Regions from separate parts of the Danio rerio genome. Here region 1 is linked to region 2. Evidence: chromatin contacts called from public Micro-C data. All regions are on one chromosome and are shown on one strand. The core of a region is the stretch at or near the end of the contact, and the rest is flanking DNA. Distances in the headings are between cores, read along the strand shown.

Region 1 (4,541 bases), core at 1,595-4,094, 51 kb before region 2:
ACTTTAACTTGCCTAATTAACCTAGTTAAGCCTTTAAATGTCATTTTGAGCTGTATAGAAGTGTCTTGAAAATATCTAGTAAAATATTGTTTACTGTCATCATGGCAAAGATAAAATATTTATTAGAAATGAGTTATTAAAACTATTATGCTTAGAAATGTGTTGAAAAAAATCTGCTCTCCATTAAACAGACATTGAGGAAAAATAAACAGAGTTCTAATAATGGAGGAGGGCTAATAATGCTTCATTATCAGACTTCAAATGTGTATTGATGAACTTTTATTTTGAAAAACACTTAAAACTTCTTAGAAATGCATTACTAACAAAATTATGTTTTAATATATTTACAGCAGGATTACCTTCAATGAATATACTTTGAACAATGATTGACAGTAAAAAGTTTTTCTGAGCAAGTTTAATTCAGCTTCTCTACCCCTCACACACCTCTACTGTACATGAGAAGGTATTCATACATTTTTATAATTTTTTTACTTGTTTCTCTTTAATGTCAGTGTAGATTTTGCACAAATTTCATAGAGAAGTATCTTGTCTTGAAGATAATCTCTTGTAATGAGTTGGAATATAGTACTGTATCTCTTGATTGTGAAAATTGCCATCATCTCTTAAAAGTCTTATAAAACTACTAACATTTCCAGTTTCTATAAATCATGATTTTTTCAATTGTTGTCTTCAAAACACAATATAAAACACTATATCTCAAAAAAAGTTTTTGACCAGTATTATTTAATATTTTTGTCTCGTACTGTCTTACTCTGTCAAAGTTTGTAATGGACTATAAAGAGCACCTGCAGATCAGCTATACTGGCATTTGAAACAGCCAATGAAGTATTGCAGGTATCGTCACTGCAGGGTTTTATGTTGTTTGTCTTATTTTCCTGTCTTATTTTGACCTATTTCTCATTTTACCCTTGCTATTTGTCTGTTTCTTTATATGTGATGCATAATTTCCATCCCTACTCCAAGCATTAATGAACTTTTTCAATATTAATCAGTTTTCTAGTCGGATCTCAAGCCTTGGCAAATAACTGAGAAAACACCACTATTAAAGGTCACATTTTTATATTGTCATCATGTAGACTTCTTAAAAAGTATTTTATTTTAAAAATACAAAAACACAAGACACTAAAGTATTTTGAAATAAAATATTAAGACTTTTTTTTTTAAAACAAAAAATGAGCAGTAAAAGGTGTGAAACACCAAAAGCTGTGCATATTACAGTTTTTTACAATTGCTATGACACTTTTATCAATACATTTAACAAGTTTCCTAAACTCTTAACACAGTTAGCACAACATCCATCTTCGTGGGCTATACAATTAACACATTTCTTGTTGTTTTGACACAAAATGCATCCAGTTAACACAAATTTAAAATGCTTTAACTTCTTTTACACACAAGCACAACCAAGAACAAAACAATGTAATTTTACAGTCAAATTTACAAATACTTTAACACAGTATGTCAGAACAGATAACACCATGTTCTAAACAGAAATTATATAGGATAAAGTCAAAGTGAACAGCTGTTCTAATTGTGAATTGAAACACAAATATATTCCCTGTATTTTATTCAATTGCCAATGAGAAACATCATATTGCGGTTATATAAATAAATAAATGAATAAATGTATATATATGTAAATTTTATAAAGCAATTTTTTTTCTTCGTTTTGTATAGAATTTTTGCCGTAAACGAAAGAAAATGCATGCATTTACTTAACCCAACGAAACAAAACTGCAACGAGACTTCAAATATAAGGGCAGAGCTGACACATAAACCAATGGAGTTTCTGTAATGTCAGCTGATGATAGTGTTTTTATTGTCAGTGTTTTCTGATTGACTGAATGTTTATGTTGGAAGAGAACATGTGTTTGTGTTTTGAACAATTATTTCATTTTGAAACATGATTGCAGGGTTTTGTTATACATGGTGTAGTGTGTTCGTTTATTATTGTATTTTGAAAAGTAGTTTAGAGGTTTAGTTTATAATGTGTGATTTTGAGCATTAAATTAACTGTTTTGCCAATTGTGTATTTTAGGTGTGTTGCTGCATTAAGAGTTTAGCAAACTTGTTAAATGTATTGAAAAAAGTGTCATAGCCATTGTAAAAAACTGTAAAACTAATTTGAATACCAAATTGGCAGTTGTTGTGATGCATGAATTATAAATTTCTTATTCTAAAGGCCAAATTCTGAACATGCTGGCCAGTTTGTTATTTTCTTAATAAATGACAATAGATTTCTATATTTTTTTCTAAAGATATATGATGTAATAAATATGTATTAAAAAAATAAGTATTTATTCATATTTCTTTATTCTAAATCTTTAGGATATGGTTTTGACACATCAAAAAGTGTGGTTTTGATCACCATCCGCCAAGCTAATCCAGCAAAAAGTAGTGCTTAAAATGTCACTTAAATGCAGTATTAAAATATCATAATTAAATAGAAAATGAGGCAGAAAACTGCAAAAAGATCCACTTTTTTGAGAAAAAAAAGAATTACCCCTTTCACCAGGCTGGCTATGGGCCTGAATAAGGAGGACAGAGGTCACATGATAACAGTGCACTGGCATCTGCATAGCAGTAAATCCAGGCTTCAGCACAGTCTGACGCTGTGGTGTGTGGAAACCACAAAATGCTACCGTACAGCACCCAGAGCTGAGCTCATTCTCACAGACAGGCAAATCCGTCTATATATTTGGAGGATGGATTTCACTTCGCCGTGTCCGATTATGCAGGATCACTGGCTGACTCTGACACAGCTCTCTAATGGCTTTCTCAGCAGTGTGGTGGTTAATGGAGAGAGATGCATTAACAGACAGATATGCAGCCTATCCACACGTTACTGTTTACAGTTTACAGTACAAGCGGGACTCAAGGGCTCGGCTGACAAGCACGTCTGGCTCCACTTTGCTGCTGTTTATAGACTGAAATCAAGCACGGTGACCTAATTCTGAGTACAACAAAGGGAAAACGTCCACTTAGTCTTCCTTGTAGGAATACAGTTGAAGCCTGTTTCCATCTATCAGCACAGGTTAACTGTGTGGTGAAGCTAAAGAAAATCACACTGAGATTTATTTAGAGTTCGATTGTGAGATAAAGAGGCACGGTTAAGAGGTATGAAGTCACTATAAACTAAGATTTGAGTAGGCATGGGCCAGAGTAGGCGTCATTGTGGCACAGTGGGTAGCATGATCGTCTCACAGCAAGAAAGTCACTAATTCGAGCTTGGCTGCGTCAGTTGGCGTTTCTGTGTGAAGTTTGCATGTTCTCCCATGTGTTGACGTGGGTGTCCTCCGGGTGCTCTGGCTTCCCCCATAGTCCAAAGGCATGGTGTGAATTGGGTGAGCTACATATATTGTCCGTAGTGTATTTGTGAATTTGAGTGTATGAGTGTTTCCCAGCGTTGGGTTGCAGCTGGAAGGGCATCCGCTGCGTGATACATATGCTGGATAAGTTGGCGGTTCTTTCCGACTCCAGATTAATAAAGGGACTGAGTCGAAAAGAAAATGAATGAATGGGCCAGTGTAAGATTCTGACGGTATAAAAACATTGGATAAAAATATCACGGTTTATGGTATTGTGATTATTACACAATATCCGTTTAAATGTCTGAGTAAAAACTACCACTTTTCCCCATTGAAAACAATATAGTTAAGAAACATTTACTATATTTTAGAACAGTAAACATGTCAGGGGAAATCATTCAAATAAATCATTGACTTCTGTTATCTTCATTAGTTTTAAATATTTCACTACTCAAAAAGGCATCTTTGGATATAAAGCAAGCCATTGCACTGTTATAATGTCACAGTTGCAGGATTTAAAGTCTCAAATGTGATATATATTGCGATTTATTCTGATTGACACTGTTTCAATTTACTATGATCTTCTATGTGAAGCTGCTTTGACACAATCTACATTGTAAAAGCGCTGTACACATAAAGGTGAATTGAATTGAATATTCAGTTGTAAGATATTAAGAGCTAAATGTGACTTATAATCCTGATTATGACATATAATTACATTTTGAGACAAAGTCATGTAAGCAGTCAGTGTGGAAAAGCATCATAATTAATAGATAAAACTCTGAGATGCGAAATATAAAGCCATAAAGTCTGCTGTAAATTACAGTCACAATTGTCAGATTTAAAAACATACACATTTAAAAGTGTCAAATATTGTCAAATTTACAATATGAAGCCACATTGTTAAATTTGTTTTAAATTTAGTTTGAAATACTGCCTTTTTTACATTAGAAGACATAAAGTGTACTTTTTGACATATAAATCTCAGGTTTGAAAATACATTGTCACAACTGTGGCAGTTGCTTCTTTTATTAGGATCGTTTTTTATACCAAGGTGGAAATAGGCTTCAATAACACACACACAACCTTGCATATTTAGTTTCAAGAGACAAATTTGATGCTATAAAAACTACTTACTATCTGGCCTAACCCTACCCTCCCCCTAAACCTAATTCTCACAGGAAACTTCTGAATGTCAAAAGTCCCTGTTGA
Region 2 (5,089 bases), core at 1,625-4,124:
TTTTGTTGACTAACTAAAAAAATTACAAGCATAAAGTTGAAAATAAAATAGATTAAGCTCTTTTTATGCACTTTTTTAAAGAAGTAAACAATGATAACTTTACATTTTAGCTTAACTATAATGAAGATCAGTGCTAAACTGTTAATAACAAAGATTCATGCTAAACTACTGAGCAAGACTTCATCCATCATTTAACATCAATGTGTTAAAGATTAACACCTGACCATTATTATTTCCTGACAGACATTGCATCACTTACTGCTTTCATCATCTTCAAAGTCGTATCGAGCGTAAGTGTTGGGCTCTGCTGTGCGTAAAGAGCGAAGCCATGGGAAATCAGTGATCATCGAATACGGCGCCCCATCCACGACCCCTAAAGCACAGGGAGTGTGGGAAAGGTTGAATGTTATTACTATTTTTATTCCATTAGACTGAAAAGCATCCTGCACATCCTTACAGGCCGATTTGACATTATGGAGCCTGCAACTTTTCTCATCCATTAAAGCAAGACACAGCAGGTAAAAACAGATTTTCTGTTTTTTTGAGTTTCAAGGTCCCATAAAATTTAAATATATATATATTTTTAGCATCAGTATTGTTCATTTTTAGGATATCTATAAGCTAGTGCACTCTAAAACAGTGACAAAATTCACATTTAGAAGATATAAAACTGATATAAACATGTAAAGCTTGTAGTTTTTCAATTACGCCAAAATGGATCAACTTTTTTTTTTTCACGTCACCTCATACTTCAGTTTCTCATCAAATCATGACCAATCAAATGCTTTCTAGTATCTGACATGCCCCGCCCCCTTTAAGACAATTCAAATTTGCTTTTCATTTGATGCAGCTGAGCTCAATCACTCTCACTGGAAGAGCTGTGATAAAACAAAACCCTATTGGCTGTTTTTATAAAAGGGGAGGAGCTACTGTCCCACCCTCTCTTCGTGTTTTGGTTAAGATTACGTCAAACATTAAATAACAATGCACATTTCAAAGCACTTCACAGCAACTTTAAGTATTTTCATAGTCTAGAGTAAAGAACAAACAAATTCAAAATATACTTTTAAATGCTTTTGTCATACTTCACCAAATAGAATCAGTACATTTTAACCACAAAATATTTTTACATTTATTTTTAATTCTATAAAAAATATTTAAATTTATATTTAATTCTATTTAAATTCTATTTTTAAATATCTATTTTTGTTTTAAAACAAGTTTTTTTTTTTAAATCTCTGTTTTAGCTTAAACTAAACCTTCCAATTATTCATATATGTACTCTGAAGATTTTTACAGAGGCTTATGTTTATACATCATTTGCCTAAAGAGAAACGTTTTATTCTACAAAAATGTTTTTTCCCCCACCCAGTATTTTCTGAATTGATGAGTGAAAACAAAAGATTTCCAAAATCCACTCTGTAAAACCCTTGACTCTAATATGTTTTTAGTGCTAGGCAAAGCTTGATCACATCTAAAACAAAAGTTTGTTTTAACAATATATGTGTGTATTTTATATGCTTATTATGTATATGTGATGCAAACATACAGAAAAAAAAAAAACTATGCAAAACAATTTTGTTACATAGACATTAAAATGTATGTATTATTTGTATGACATACACATTTTATATCTATATCTATACACATTTTTGCAATATACGCATGGATGTGTGTATTACACAATAAATATACACAGTACATACACTTAAAATATGTCAAAACAAACTTTTGTTTTGCATATGATTAATCGCAAAAAAAAAATTGCCCAGCATTATTTTTTTTTACCATATTCACCTGCATTGTCTTGCCTTAAAGAGTTCACCCAAAACTGTACATTTATCACTAGTTAGTCAGTGGTTCCAAACATTTATGAGTTTCTATATTCTGTTGAACACAAAAGAAGATGTTTGAAGAAAGCTGAAAATTGCAACCACTGACTAATATAGAACAACAAATACTACAAATGTCAATGGGTACAGGTTTCAAGCTTTCTTGAAAATATATTCTTATGCTTTCAACAGAAGAAAGAAACCTCATTCATTTTTCTTCGGCTTAGTCCAGGGGTGGACAAACTCGGTCACGGAGGGCCGGTGTCCTGCAGATTTTAGCTCCAACTTGCCTCAACACACCTGCAAGGATGTTTTTAGATAGCCTAGAAAGAGCTTAATTAGCTAGCCCAGGTGTGTCTGATTGGGATAGGAACTAACCCCTTCAGGACACCGGCCCTCCAAGACAGAGTTTAAACATGCCTGGCTTAGTCCCATTATTGATCATAGGTCGCCACAGCAGAATGAAGCGCCAATGATTCCGGCATGTTTTACACAGCGAATGCTCTTCCAGCTGCAACCCAGTACTGGGAAACACCCACACACTCTCGCATTCACACACACTCATACAATACGGCCAATTTAGCTTATTAAATTCTCTTAAAGCGCATGTTTTTGGACTGTGGAGGAAACAGGAGCATCCAGAGGAAGCCCACGCCAACACTGGGAGAGCATGCAAACTCCACATAGAAACAACAACTGGCCCAGCCGGGCTCGAACCAGTAACCTTTTTGCTGGGATACAACATTGCTAACCACTGAGCCACCATGCCACCTGAAGAAAGAAACTTAAATAAGTTTAGAACAAGTAAAGGGTGAGTAAATGATGAAGGAATGTTCAGTTTTGGGTGAACTATCCCTTTTAGATAAATAACCCCATGTAAGGGATTTGGGCAATGTAAATATGACTGTAAATTTCTCGCTCTCTCTCACACTCTTCAGTATGACCATGTTTCCAGAGGAAATGAGTGAGGGGGGTTTGGATCTGGTCTCTAAGGGCTCTGTTTCCTCTCACCCTCTAATGTGTAGATGTCTCTGCCCCAGGGATAGCTGGGATACTTCTTCACATCCTCTTCCGTTCGTGTGGCCTCCGGAAAGAATTCATACTTGATGAGTTCTCTTGTGAAAGGATAAACAAAAAGCAGCTTGGTGAGTTAACCATGGTAAGAAAACAGTGCCATCTGGTGGACAAAGCAGGAAGCAGATTTGGAAAGGTACATTTTTTGTGAATTATTATAAGTCTAAAGAAGTACGCTACTGAAAAACTAGAAATTATTACAACTTTGCAAAAATACAGCTTTATAGAGATTGTAATATGCATCTAAAACACTAAACAAATATATTTTTAAATCTATGCAACAAGATGAAATAAAATATGTAAGCTTTTCATATGAAAACTATGAAAAATAAAAATTTAAAGACAACTTAAAAGACATATTCACTGGATTTATTGAGTATGGCTTGTGTAAAAAATCATAACGTTTTAATTCTATAATTAATTAACAAATCTGATAACATTTCCTACAAATTTCAAATACAAATAATGAGTTAAAAGACATAAAGAAGAACTTTTTTTATTATTATTTTATTACAAACAAAAACAGCTCTAAATGAAAACATGTATTTTATACTGGGAAGAAAATGTCATGAGATGTTTGCAGAATAAAACAAAAATTATATTATACTCAAACACATAACTATAAATCATAAATCCAGAGAAATGTGAAGTGGTCTCTTCATTGATTGTATACAAAGCAGGACAGGCATGGAAAGTCAACATGAATTTTCCCCCTCTTAAATAAATAAAGTGTAAAGAAACCTTTTAGTGTTGTGTATTGTATTATGAATGATGCAGTTCACTCACTGACTAATGTTGGCAATGGTGTCCATCCAGCTACGAACGCGCACCTTATTCCTGACATTGGGTGGGTTGCTGAACTCGTGGATAATGGCAATGTGGTATGGATACGGACCACTGAAAAGCTTTTTCTCCAAAGCCAAAGAGTCAATCTGGAGAGGAATGTTGAAAACAGCATAAATGCAACAAACTGTGCCTTAAATATCCCAAACGCTTTTACAGGGCTCAAAAAGTATTATACATAATTATTAAATTATATGTATTAAGCTATGACACATTTGCTGGAAAATAGTTGCATGTGGTTTAAAAAAATTACTGAATTCTAAAAAAACTAAACAAAATCAACATCAAATAAATTCGAATAATTAGTGGCGTCAGTTGATTAATTGCAATTATGCACATCCAAAAATTTTTTTCAATTTACATAATGTATGTGTACTCGCTGTGTGTGTGTGTGTGTGTGTGTGTGTGTGTATATATATATATATATATATATATATATATATATATATATATATATATATATATATATATTAGGGATGTGCAGAGCAGCCGGTATTTGTATTTGTTGAGGGGGGGGAAAGTATTTGTATTTGTATTCGAGTAAAATTCAAAATGGCGCAAAAATCTATAATTTTTCTATTACACTTCTAATTTACATTATAGTGAAAGTATTGTTTAATTTTACCCATTATATAAATTATAGACATGCAATATTGGTTGTTGTTTTTGAACATGTGATAAGAAATGTCATTGAAAAGAAAATAACATAGAAGCCATTATCTCATCCATGGTTAAACCAACAACTAATAAAATACGATTGTGAATATTATGAACCCCACCACCACCGTTCGTGTTGAAGGACACTGAATAGACAGAATAAAAACAAATAATACTTCAAAAAACTGTTCTTCTTCTGAAAGAACTTCTTTCCAATGCACAGAATTCCAAAAACTAATATTAACTAAATTAATCTAAACAAACCCTGCCTGGGAGATCTGGCAGAACAAAAGTATTCTATATAATACTAAAAGATACAGCCCTGCTATTGTCATCTGCCTGCCACAAAACAGACACAAAGTTTGTTTGTTTTTTTTTGTTTTTTATGTTTGAAACTGACTTGCTGGGGCAGAATGTGGCTGTGTTGATGGTTTGGTGCTTGTGGAGGATTTAGCAGAACATAGCTGTGCTGATTGAGGGGATTGATGCTTGTGGGGGGTTCACAGACAGTATCAGGAGAGGATGCTTTTAGTGCATGTGGAAATACATTACATAGAAGGTTGCGCAGTGGCACAGTGAGTACCACTGTTGCCTCACAGCAAGAAGGTTGCTGGTTCGAGCCATGACTGGGTTCTCCCCATGTTGGCGTGGGTTTCCTCCGGGTGCTCCGGTTTCCCCCACAG

Evidence for each region. Hi-C and Micro-C count contacts between places; a contact is called where the count stands out from the background.
Region 1: a contact with region 2 is called in a Micro-C map of caudal fin, with 8 times the contacts expected there. The contact joins two enhancer-like sites. A contact is called at or near these places in 3 of 18 Hi-C or Micro-C datasets (caudal fin, embryo and hematopoietic stem cells).

Annotation. Positions count from the first base shown.
Region 1 is chr14:43,328,019-43,332,559 of GRCz12tu, reverse strand. The region is part of intron 2 of LOC137487609 (a long non-coding RNA gene); the gene reads right to left. Among named protein-coding and RNA genes, the nearest start is that of mir145, 7.9 kb to the left of the region's middle. Within about 2 kb of position 2,844, at least 11 of the 62 cell types and tissues checked have an H3K27ac peak or open chromatin away from gene starts, as enhancers often do.
Region 2 is chr14:43,276,261-43,281,349 of GRCz12tu, reverse strand. It overlaps fbxo38 (F-box protein 38), which reads right to left. Exons shown (of 21, transcript NM_001433086.1): 18 at 3,693-3,838; 19 at 2,844-2,947; 20 at 260-373. Among named protein-coding and RNA genes, the nearest start is that of fbxo38, 27 kb to the right of the region's middle. Within about 2 kb of position 2,874, at least 17 of the 62 cell types and tissues checked have an H3K27ac peak or open chromatin away from gene starts, as enhancers often do.